2 separate regions of the Mus musculus genome follow, and region 2 is linked to region 1. The links are chromatin contacts, called in public Hi-C maps. All regions are on one chromosome and are shown on one strand. The core of a region is the stretch at or near the end of the contact, and the rest is flanking DNA. Distances in the headings are between cores, read along the strand shown. Region 1 has its middle 4.0 kb from the start of Gm42266. Region 2 holds the start of Gja10 (gap junction protein, alpha 10).

What was found. Hi-C and Micro-C count contacts between places; a contact is called where the count stands out from the background.
Region 2: a Hi-C map of bone marrow-derived macrophages shows a contact between it and region 1, with 15 read pairs. The contact joins the promoter of Gja10 here to the enhancer-like site in region 1. A contact is called at or near these places in 3 of 39 promoter capture datasets (the C10 cell line, cranial neural crest and liver), 1 of 484 Hi-C or Micro-C datasets (bone marrow-derived macrophages), 1 of 115 datasets of contacts at active chromatin or transcription factors (bone marrow-derived macrophages) and 2 of 9 other capture datasets (adipose tissue and macrophages).

What each region holds. Positions count from the first base shown.
Region 1 is chr4:32,188,054-32,193,450 of GRCm38.p6, reverse strand. No RefSeq gene overlaps it. Among named protein-coding and RNA genes, the nearest start is that of Gm42266, 4.0 kb to the right of the region's middle. Within about 2 kb of position 2,815, at least 3 of the 459 cell types and tissues checked have an H3K27ac peak or open chromatin away from gene starts, as enhancers often do. A contact at or near this core is called in bone marrow-derived macrophages, where this site is marked.
Region 2 is chr4:32,599,769-32,605,131 of GRCm38.p6, reverse strand. It overlaps Gja10 (gap junction protein, alpha 10), which reads left to right and starts at 2,750. Exons shown (of 1, transcript NM_010289.2): 1 at 2,750-4,267. The coding sequence starts at 2,750. The coding sequence ends at 4,267.

The sequences.
Region 1 (5,397 bases), core at 1,566-4,065:
AACCATGCCTGTGAGATGCAGAGTATTGTGCTGCTATCACAGCACATCATAAGGACCCCACACTTCACACAATTCAGAATAAACAAACTGGATCATATCCATATCAAAGAATACCTTATATCAATACAAAACGAATCTCATGTGGATACAGGCAAAAATGAAAACATCAGAAACACTATGGTAAATGAAAAGAAACTAGCCTAGCTGCGAAATACATTAGTTCATGTCTATGAAACATGGCTTGCACCTTTAACCCCAGCACTCAGGAGGCAGAGGCAGGTGGATCTCTGTGAGTCTGAGTCCAGCCTGGTCTACATATTGAGTTCCAGGAGAATCAGTACTGCATGGTGTGACCTTGTCTCAAGACATAAAAAAAAAAATCAAGAAAAGACAAACTTAGGCAGAACAGAAGCAGGTCGATGGCTTTTAGAGACAGGTGTAATAATGGGAAATGACTATAAATGAAAAGAAGGAAGTCTAAGGACAGTAGAAACTGCCCTAAAATTAGGACTCTTTAAAACTGTCCTAAACTTGATAGTAATTGCAAAACTGTATTTTTGAAGTTCGGTGCAGCAAAGATTCGATTTGACAGATGTGTGACACACAACTTTCAGTTATAACTCAGGGTTGCACCTTTTGCAAGCATGCAGAGAATTTTAAAATTTTGAATGGGCTTAGTTTCATTTGATAACCCCATCCCTCCAAAAATACACATGTGGCAAAGAAAAGGAGGGTCTGTGCATTGTAGAAGTCTCCTATGATAACCATGAAGCAGAGTGCTACCTGAAGTCCAACGTGAGGGGCCCTGAAATCCTAGCACATTATACAATGGAATCCACGCACATGACAAGAATGAAGGCTGTGAAGACTGCTTAATGACACGGGAAGATACTCAAGGAGTAACATTAAACGGAAAAAAAAAGTGGGGTCTAAGTGTTGTGCACTAACCCTAAATGGAGAAACCTTTATCTCAGTAACTGAACCCTTCCTCCTCCGAGGCGCATGGTGGTGGTCAAATTTTCTGCTGCTCAATGCTTTCTACGTCCAGTGCACTTTCACAGAGGAAAGAAGAAACTGTGTAGTATGGTCCTTCTGTTAGGCAAGGTAGGCAACAGAGAGGCCTATATTTCTGTAAATTCTTCTGATTCAGCAGAAAGCACAGGGGCAACTGAGCTAATGTGGGAGTGTGTGTGTGTGTGTGTGTGTGTGTGTGTGTGTGCCTGCGCACACACCCTTGCGCAGGGATGTACACAATGCTGGGTCTTTAGGACTGAGAACAAGTTTACCACCTCTGACTGGTGGAGCATTCTGACAACCTAGCCACACCGTTGCTCCAGCGTGGTCTCATGCATCCGTCACTCATGTCTTGTTAGTGACCAAGGTGCTATGGTGCACAAAATGCTAGATGCACGCTGGCAACAGGACTCAGGGAAATACAGTGGCCAAGGGCTCCGGATAACAATGCCCCTCTGGGACTTCCTTCTTTCAGAGTCCAGTGATCTGTGTAGTGTAAGTGTGGGAGACAGGGAGTCCTCCGGAGCAGGATAGCAGAGGCAGAGAGACAGCCAATTAGGAGGCCACAGCCAGATGAGCCGTCAACTTCCAGTGGCCTCTGCAGTAACAAGGGGATGCGGGATAGCCTTTGCTCGCTGAAGTCACATTGTTCCTTGCCACAAACACTTCTCCACCTAACCTTTAAGATAATTAAACAAATGAGAAATGAACCAGATTCTAGCCTCAAACCTTCTAGCACTCTGGTCTTTAGTACTAATGAATTTGTACCAGCCTTACCACCTGCCTGGACCACGTGTGGGAGAAACCGGTAACAAGGCTCTGCTGCCCTGATGAGTGTGCTCATTAAGGAAGCCACTTGGTTTGAAGACCCACCCCAGACAATCTGATGGTGGATTTTATTGAAATAATTTTATAAACAAGGCTTCAGACAGGGTTTTCTCCTGATGAGGGTTCCAAGCTCATTACCACTGTCAGGAAGACATTTAAAGAGATAAAAATAAAAGTCTAGGATTAAAACACTTTCACCTTTAGGCAAAACAGTCTCCCTGGGCTTCAGCTTCCTTCATCTGTAAAAGTGGTAATGATATTTTCCTTCCCAGAGCATCTGAAGAGTTGGTGCTGAATTCTAGGTTGGGTTCTTGGCAGTTGGGAAAGAAGAACTCATAAATACGATTATTTTTAATAGCATGAAGAACCTAACATGGTAAATAGATGTCTGATCTCTCTTAAGATGGAGGAGTTAGGGAAAGGTCTGAAGGAGCTAAAGGGGTTTGCAACTCCATAGGAAGAACAATAATATCAACCAACCAGACCCCCCTGCCCACCCAGTGCTCTCAGGGTCTAAACCACCAACCAAAGAATTTCAGTAGCATATGTAGCAGAGGATGGCCTTATCTGGCATCAATGGGAGGAGAGGCCCTTGGTCCTGGAAAGACTCCATGCCCCAGTGTAGGGAAATGCCAAGGTGGTCAGGTGGGAGTGGGTTGGCAGGTGGGAGAGCACCCTCATAGAAGCAGGGGGAGGGGAGTATGGGATGAGGTGTTTGCAGAGGGGAAACTTGGAAAAGGGCTAACACTTGAAATGTAAATCAATAAAAAAGTAAAGGAAAAAAATGGGGAAAGAGCCATGTAAAGGAACATTTCAGTAAATCAGCCACAGATCTGGGAAGCCCGCCTGGCTTTAATTAGACTGATTTCCTCCTTCCAATATCGCCTTTACTCTTAATCAGTTTTGAGGCTCATGACTGTTACCACAGAATGACTCAACGCGTTTGTTGCACAGCTACTGCAGAAGCAGAGTGACCCAAGGAAGGTGCTCTCCGAGAAATACATGGGCCCCAGAGTCCAGTGCAACTGACATCCCATGCCTCGCTCGGCTGCCCTAGAGCAGGAGGCAGAGGACTTTAATATCCTAGTGGACCACGGGAGGGATGCTCCTGTATTGTAAGCTCATTCCCCAGAGATAAGCCCAAAAGTCTGCACAGAAGCACCACGCCTGCCTAAGAAGTCTGAAAGAGCTGGCAGGGCTCAAGGATGATCGACGGTTCCCTTTCTGAAGCCAGTGGCATCTTTCTAGTTTCTTAATTCTGCATCAAGCATAAATAGTAAGCTGGGAAATAAGAAGAAGAAGGAAAGGAGGAGGAAAAGGAAAAGGAAGAGGAGGAGGAGGAAGAAGAGGAAGAAGAAGAGGAAGAGGAAGAAGAAGAGGAAGAGGAGAAGAGGAAGAGGAGGAGGAAGAAGAGGAGGAGGAGGAGGAGGAAGAGGAGGAGGAAGAAGAAGAAGAAGGAGAAGGAGAAGGAGAAGGAGAAGGAGAAGGAGAAGGAGAAGGAGAAGGAGAAGGAGAAGGAGAAGGAGAAGGAGAAGGAGAAGGAGAAGGAGAAGGAGAAGGAGAAGGAGAAGGAGAAGGAGAAGGAGAAGGAGAAGAAGAAGAAGAAGAAGAAGAAGAAGAAGAAGAAGAAGAAGAAGAAGAAGAAGAAGAAGAAGAAGAAGAAGAAGAAGAAGAAGAAGAAGAAAAGGGCATGCTGGCAGCAGAGCCTCAGGTCACAGAGATTAGACTAAAGGGATTTTATCATTGAGGGGAAGTTAGAAATGAAGGGAACAGAAACTGCATGCCTTTGCTGGGAGACCTCACACAACCAAGTGGCTAATAGGAGCTTTCTAGAATCAACCCCTTCATCCATGACACCGAGTTCGGCTGCTCCATGCACTACCAGATATTTCAAATAAATAATTTAAAAGTTCTAGCTGCCCATGCCAAGTTCAAATGGATTTATGGGACATTCAAGTCTCCTGTTGTCAGACTGGGAGACTTAATGAGAGGTTGGCAGTGCCTCAGGCAACGAATGTGCTCTCACGAGGGTCCTAAGAGCAGCATCTATCTCCTGGGCTCTCTTCTTGCTGTCACAGACTCCAGGACCTGGCTCACTCTATTTGATAGGTTCTACTTATTCTTATTTGTCAATTGACAGTGGCCACCTGCACATACTATGGGGCTTACTCTGGCTGTCTAGACAATGGGACACCTTGCCTGGCCTGCACTGTAGCCTCTTTCGGGACACCGGGGGTGGGGGGTTGTTGAAGATAAGAGCATCATAGAGTGCAAACGGCCCAAAGTGGAGCCAGAGGAACCTATGAGATCATCCGGAAGAGCTTGGGAATTCACTGCCATTTGCCTACTTGGCTTCGGATGAAAAGCATATCTTAAAGCTGCTCAAAATGTGTCTGATTCATCTGCAACTGAGAATGAGACCAATCAGGGATAAGAAGTGAGTAAAATCCTTGTGATCACAGAGCCAAGAGAGCCTATTTTAAAGCACTTAATGTATTTTTTTCTTAAAGATATATACACCAACTGTAATTAAGCCCCGTCTCTCCTTGTGATCTTGGCGAGATGTTAAAAAAGAGATAGAGGGAGGGAGTTGACTTGCCAAGTGGATTTTTCTAAGCGTTCTCAGCTCTAATTAAAAGTCCTTTGTGCAGGGCCAACCAGCAATCAGCTTCCTAATTAGAGTTGAGCAAACTGCCTTGGTGAACTGTGGATTGCTGTGAACCCAGGAATCTGGGGGGAAGTCTGTCTATTTGCAAAGGGCCATCTTTTGAAGCTCAGACACCCAAGTCCTGAAAGGCACAGCTCACAAAGCAATTTCACAACTCTGCTGTTATTGAGCCAACCATTTTCACCTTCTAGTGGCCCACTGGTGTCCTTCATATTGTGCAAAAACTTGGCTGACAGCATTATCTTGAAACATTATATTTAAAAAAAAAACTGGATGAATTAAAATGCTAGTAGCTTTGTTCCTTGTTAGTTTCAGACAGAGACTCCTGCATCCTAGGCTAGCCTTGAACTTGCTGTGTAGCTGAGGAGAGTCTTGAACTCTGATTCTCCTGCATCTACCGTATGGGTACCAGAATGGGCATGTCCACAGTTATGGGATGCTGAGGATCGAACCCAGGGCTTCATGTATGGCCAGGTGTACAATGTACACTACAACTACAAATGAGCTACATCTTCAACCCCAAATATGCCAGTGTTTCATCCATTAAATGCAGACCAAGAATACCATCCTATCTTTAACTGGATATTCTTTATACTCTTGGGAGCCATAATGGGAAATAGACATACCAGTGCTTGTTGCTGGCCAAACACAGCACAAAGAGCTCTGTAAAAAGAAAAAAACCTGACTCATCCACCACCAGACTTCCATGAGCCAGCTTCTGCCATTTCCTCCATCACAGACAGGACCAAGGAGCAGAACAGTCAAGTGACTGGCTCACATTATCACCAGAGAGGATGGAGCCTGCCTGAGTTCACCTGCAGCTTGTCATGTTCCAGTTTGTGCCTAAATCCACAGGTCGGGATACCCACATGGCACATAGTCGGAGC
Region 2 (5,363 bases), core at 1,501-4,000, 410 kb before region 1:
TACAATATATGTGTGTCCCACACCTCATATATACCATGACTATGGTTGAGTTTGTGGCTTCTGAGATAATGCCTAGGTAGAGGTAACACTTCAGAAAAATATTGGAGAGATGAATTTTTTAAAAGATTTGTTTGTTTGTTTATTTATTTATTTATTTATTACGCATAATGTTCTGCCTGCACTTATGCCTGCAAGCCAGGAGCGGGCACCAGACCTCATTACAGATGGTTGTGAGCCACCATGCAGTTGCTGGGAATTGAACTCAGGACCTCTGGAAGAGTAGACAGTGCTTTTAACCTCTGAGCCAACTCTCCAGCCCTGAAGAGATGAATTTAAAAATTAAAAATTATGCCACGGTTGTTGGTTTCAGGATGGAAGCTGAGAAAACTCATCTCAGAGATAGAAGCTTAAAAATGAAAGCTTTGTTTTCTGAGTGCTCAGGGAGGTGGCCACTTCAGAATCTGAACTGCTTCCCAGAAAGGAGATGGTACATTTTTAAAGGATGGGAGCACAAAGCAAGTGGGTAGCTGGGAGGAGCTGGGGGAGCTGCTGTGTTATCCAGCTTTATTTTGACATTACAGGTTAAGCTGGGTTAAGCAAGGAAGTACCAGTTAGAGACTGGGATGCATCCAGGACACCTGGCTTCAAGGTTCTAATTCAGCTTTTGCAGCCAGGTCCCCTCCTGGACTCTGGACTGGAATTTTAGAATGATAAGGGAGCAAAGAAGTGGGCAAGCAGCACGTAGTCAATTAGGGTATAACAGGCAATTGGATATATATTTTATAGTTTATGTACCCTGGTTTAGGTAATAGCAGTTTCCATATTTTTTTACTGGTTAACAGATGATTAAGAAAACATTGGAGAAGTGGGACAGAAGTTCTTTCCTAGGTGTAGGAACTTGAACTTGTTTGACCCTGCCAGCAAGATGGGGAATTTGTCCTTGAGATGGGTGGATTCAGACAACTGTCTCCATACAATTTGCCCCTGAGATATCTGGACTCAGACAACTGTTTACACCAGAGGCTGCTTGGCTATGGGGAAGTACCCAGCTCTCCTACGGCATGGGACCTTGAATTTAGTTTCTTCTTATGGTTAAATATAGTCTTAAAGCAAAATAGTAGTACTTAGAATAAGTTTCTTTTGTTTGTTCCTTACAATTGTCTACTTCAATTTAATTACATTTTACCCTATGATTTTCATATCTAAAAAGCCTTCCACATATTAGAAATCTTTAGGTTATCATGATGGCTAGTCTTCACACAAACTAGAGCTATCTGTGGGGAGGGAAACTTAATTGAGAAAATGCTTCCATAAGATTTGGCTGTAAGGTGGTTTTTTAGTGATTGATGTGGGGAGGGCCCAGTGCATTATGGATGATTCCATTCCAAGGCTGGTGGTTCTAGGTTCTAGAAAAAAGCAGGATGAGCAAGCCATGAAAAGCAGACCAGTAAGCAGCACCCTTCCATAGCCTCTGCATCAGCTCCTGCCTCCAGGTTCCAGCCCTGCTTGAGTTCCTGTCCTGACTTTTTCCAATGATGGGTTATGATCTGGAAGTATAAGCTGAGTAAGCAAACCCTTTCCTTCCCAACTTGCTTTTTGGTCATGGTGTTTTCATAGCAGCCATAGAAACCCTAAGACAGCGTTTTGAGTGTTTTGATCTAATTGAACCTTGAAAAACATAGTTTTTCCAGGATAAAAAACAGTAACTTGTGTATGACACTTATACCTTGATTATTTCCTAGACTCCAAGCTTTCTAGAGAAACCATTTATACTAACTTTTCCAAGTTTGCAAGAATTCCATAAAGACACAAGACACGGTGGCACAGCCCTTTAATTCTAGCACTTGGGAGTCAGAGGCAGGCAACTCTGAGTTTGAGACGAGTCTGCTATACAAAGTGGATTCCAGGACAGTTAGGGCTGTTATGCAGAGAAATTCTGTCTTGAAAAACCAAGAAAATTTTCAATGAAGACCTGGCTTTCCAGATGTGTTTTAGTGGCACTGTTTTTGTGACTGCCTCAACATTACCACTAACTTGACCTGAAGCAGCTCCCAAGGATTTGCCTGGCTGATTTCTCTTTACAAGTGCTTCATCTTACAATGGTAGCACGTGTGGTATATGAGGAGATCCTACTTTGCTTTCCCTGTTGACAGTTATTTCATGAAAGACTCAAGGGAATATATTGATATCATCTGTGTAGAGAGATCCAGACACCATGGAGAGACTCTACTTGCAGGGGGCGCACCTTTTCAGGAAATGAGACAGAAAATGAAAACACCACAACAGTCTTCTAGGTTAAATGCTCAATGAGTGGTAGTGGAAGCTTAGAAAAGGGGAAAGTAGGTGGGGGTTGGCCTCCTTAGAGAAAAGTTCTAGAGTATTTGAATCTTAAGATCGTGCTAGATGTGAGATGAATGGGCCTCTCAGATAAATAGAAAAATAAGCAAGACTGTGGAATACATTGTACAAATACGGAAACTAATGGGTATCCTAGAATGAAAGGGAACTGCATATGGCCAAGAAAAGGATAAGAAGTAAACTGAGTTAGATTATAGGGGGTCAGTGTTTTGTTCAGAAACTAATACTCCTCGGAAAATTCCAGTTTCTTCAAGTATGAAGTTGCTGTCAGGAATTGTGTTGACTTGAGCCAAGAGTCTGTGCTACTCATGAGCATGCCCCTTTATAAGTGACGTCCCTCTGTTTTATTAGCCTCCTTGCTTCTGTATGTTTCAGATGTGACTTCCTAACCATGGGAGATTGGAATTTACTGGGTGGCATCCTAGAGGAAGTCCACTCCCACTCCACTATAGTGGGGAAGATCTGGCTGACCATCCTCTTCATCTTCCGAATGCTGGTACTTGGTGTCGCTGCTGAGGACGTCTGGGATGATGAGCAGTCCGCCTTTGCCTGCAACACCCAGCAGCCCGGTTGCAACAATATCTGTTACGATGATGCTTTCCCCATCTCTTTGATCAGATTCTGGGTTTTGCAGATCATCTTTGTGTCTTCCCCTTCTTTGGTGTATATGGGCCATGCCCTTTATAGACTCAGGGACTTTGAGAAGCAGAGGCAGAAGAAGAAGTTATACCTTAGAGCCCAGATGGAGAATCCAGAGCTCGACCTGGAGGAGCAACAAAGGGTAGATAAAGAGCTGAGGAGACTCGAGGAGCAGAAGAGGATTCATAAAGTCCCTCTGAAAGGATGTCTGCTGCGCACCTATGTCTTACACATCCTGACCAGATCAGTGCTAGAAGTAGGGTTCATGATAGGCCAATATATTCTCTATGGGTTTCAAATGCACCCCATTTACAAGTGCACCCAAGCCCCCTGCCCCAATTCAGTGGACTGCTTTGTTTCCAGGCCCACAGAGAAGACCATTTTCATGCTTTTCATGCACAGCATTGCAGCCATCTCCTTGTTACTCAATATCCTGGAAATATTTCATCTCGGCATCAGGAAAATCATGAGGGCACTCGATGGCAAATCCAGCAGTGGGAACACTGAGAACGAAACAGGCCCTCCATTCCATTCAACAAACTACTCAGGGACCCAGCAGTGTATGATCTGTTCTTCTTTACCTGAAAGAATCTCACTACTTCAAGCCAACAATAAACAGCAAGTCATCCGAGTCAATATACCACGGTCTAAAAGCATGTGGCAAATTCCACACCCCAGGCAACTTGAGGTAGATGTATCCTGTGGCAAAAGAGACTGGGCTGAGAAAATTGAGAGCTGTGCACAGCTCCACGTCCACAGCCCCTGCCCACATGACCGCAGTGCCAGAATTCAGCACCCTGGACAGCAACCGTGCCATTCTGTCTTTGGCCCCAAGAATGCAATGTCTCAGTCTTGGTTCGGTACAATGACGGCTTCTCAACACCGTCCATCATCTGCGTTAGAAACCTGGGAGCGATCCCAGGGCCCAGAAGCTTCAGGGAGATCTCTCACAGATCGCCAGAGTCACTTCCAAGGCAGTGACGGCAGTGCAAGAGAGAGTGGGGTTTGGACAGACAGATTAGGCCCAGGAAGTCGCAAGGCCAGCTTTCTATCGAGGCTGATGTCAGAAAAGGGACAACGGCATAGTGACTCAGGAAGCTCACGGTCTCTGAATAGTTCCTGCTTGGATTTTTCACACGGAGAAAATAGCCCATCACCTCTGCCGTCTGCCACTGGGCACAGAGCATCGATGGTAAGTAAAAGCAGCCATGTTGATTCACCTCCTCACTCTTCTTTCATCATACATGAGACATATGTATATGTGTATTAAAAGAGAGGTGGCTTGAGAGAGAAATTAATTTATGAAAAATTCAATCCATTCATTTATTACATTCAGTTAAACTTATTTAATTAATAATTGAATAATACATAATTGAAGTGAATAATAATAAATAATAGCCATTCAATTAATAAAATAAATTTATAGAAAAATTCACTATGGGGCTTTGAGAGATGTCTTACCTAGTAAAGAGAACTGACTGCTCTTCTAGAGGACCTGGGAGAGAATCTATATGGCAGCTCACAACTGTCTGTATCTCTAAGAGCTGACACCCTCACACAGACATGCATGCAGACAAAATACCAATGCACATAAAATAAAAATAAATAAATTAAAAAAAATTATACTAATCGTGATTATAAGTGGTGTATGGTATGGTTAAAATACCATCCCTTCCATCAGAAGTCTCAGAGTGTAGTTGTGGAAGGGAGACAGGTGACAGCTCTGTGTTGGTCAAAGGGGCAATGTTGGGTGGGGCAATGGGCTAAGGAAGGAGCAGGTGATTCTACAATTGCAGGTTGTGGACACTTAGGGGTGAAGTCACTTTGAACTGAATCTTAAAAGATATTTCTTCAGAGCTGAGAGGACTATAGAAGATGAAAGAAGGCTGTACTGTTAGAAATGCAGGGCACAGAAACCCTAACAGCCAGGCTCTCAAGAGGAGCAGCTGTGGGTGGCCAGAGTCAGAGGAGGATGAGAGACATAGAGACAGGGATGGCCAGAGAAATGAGCATGAAGGCCTTACAGCAAGGGAACACAGAACCAACAGAAGACCAGAAGCAGAGCTGAAGAGATGGCCCACTTGGTAAAAACATGCATTATGGTAGCAATCCATATGCCCCTGTTAGACAGGATGGCAAGTATTATTTAAGAGATGTCCCTAGGGATGGAGAGATGGCTCAGTGGTTAAGAGCACTGACTGCTCTTCCAGAGGCCCTGATTCAATTCCCAGCACCTACATGATGGCTCACAACCATCTGTAATGGGATCTGATGCACTCTTCTGTTGTGTCCGAACCAGCTACTGTGTACTCATATACATAAAATAAATAAAATAATTCTTAAAGGAAACAAAAGAGAGAAAACCC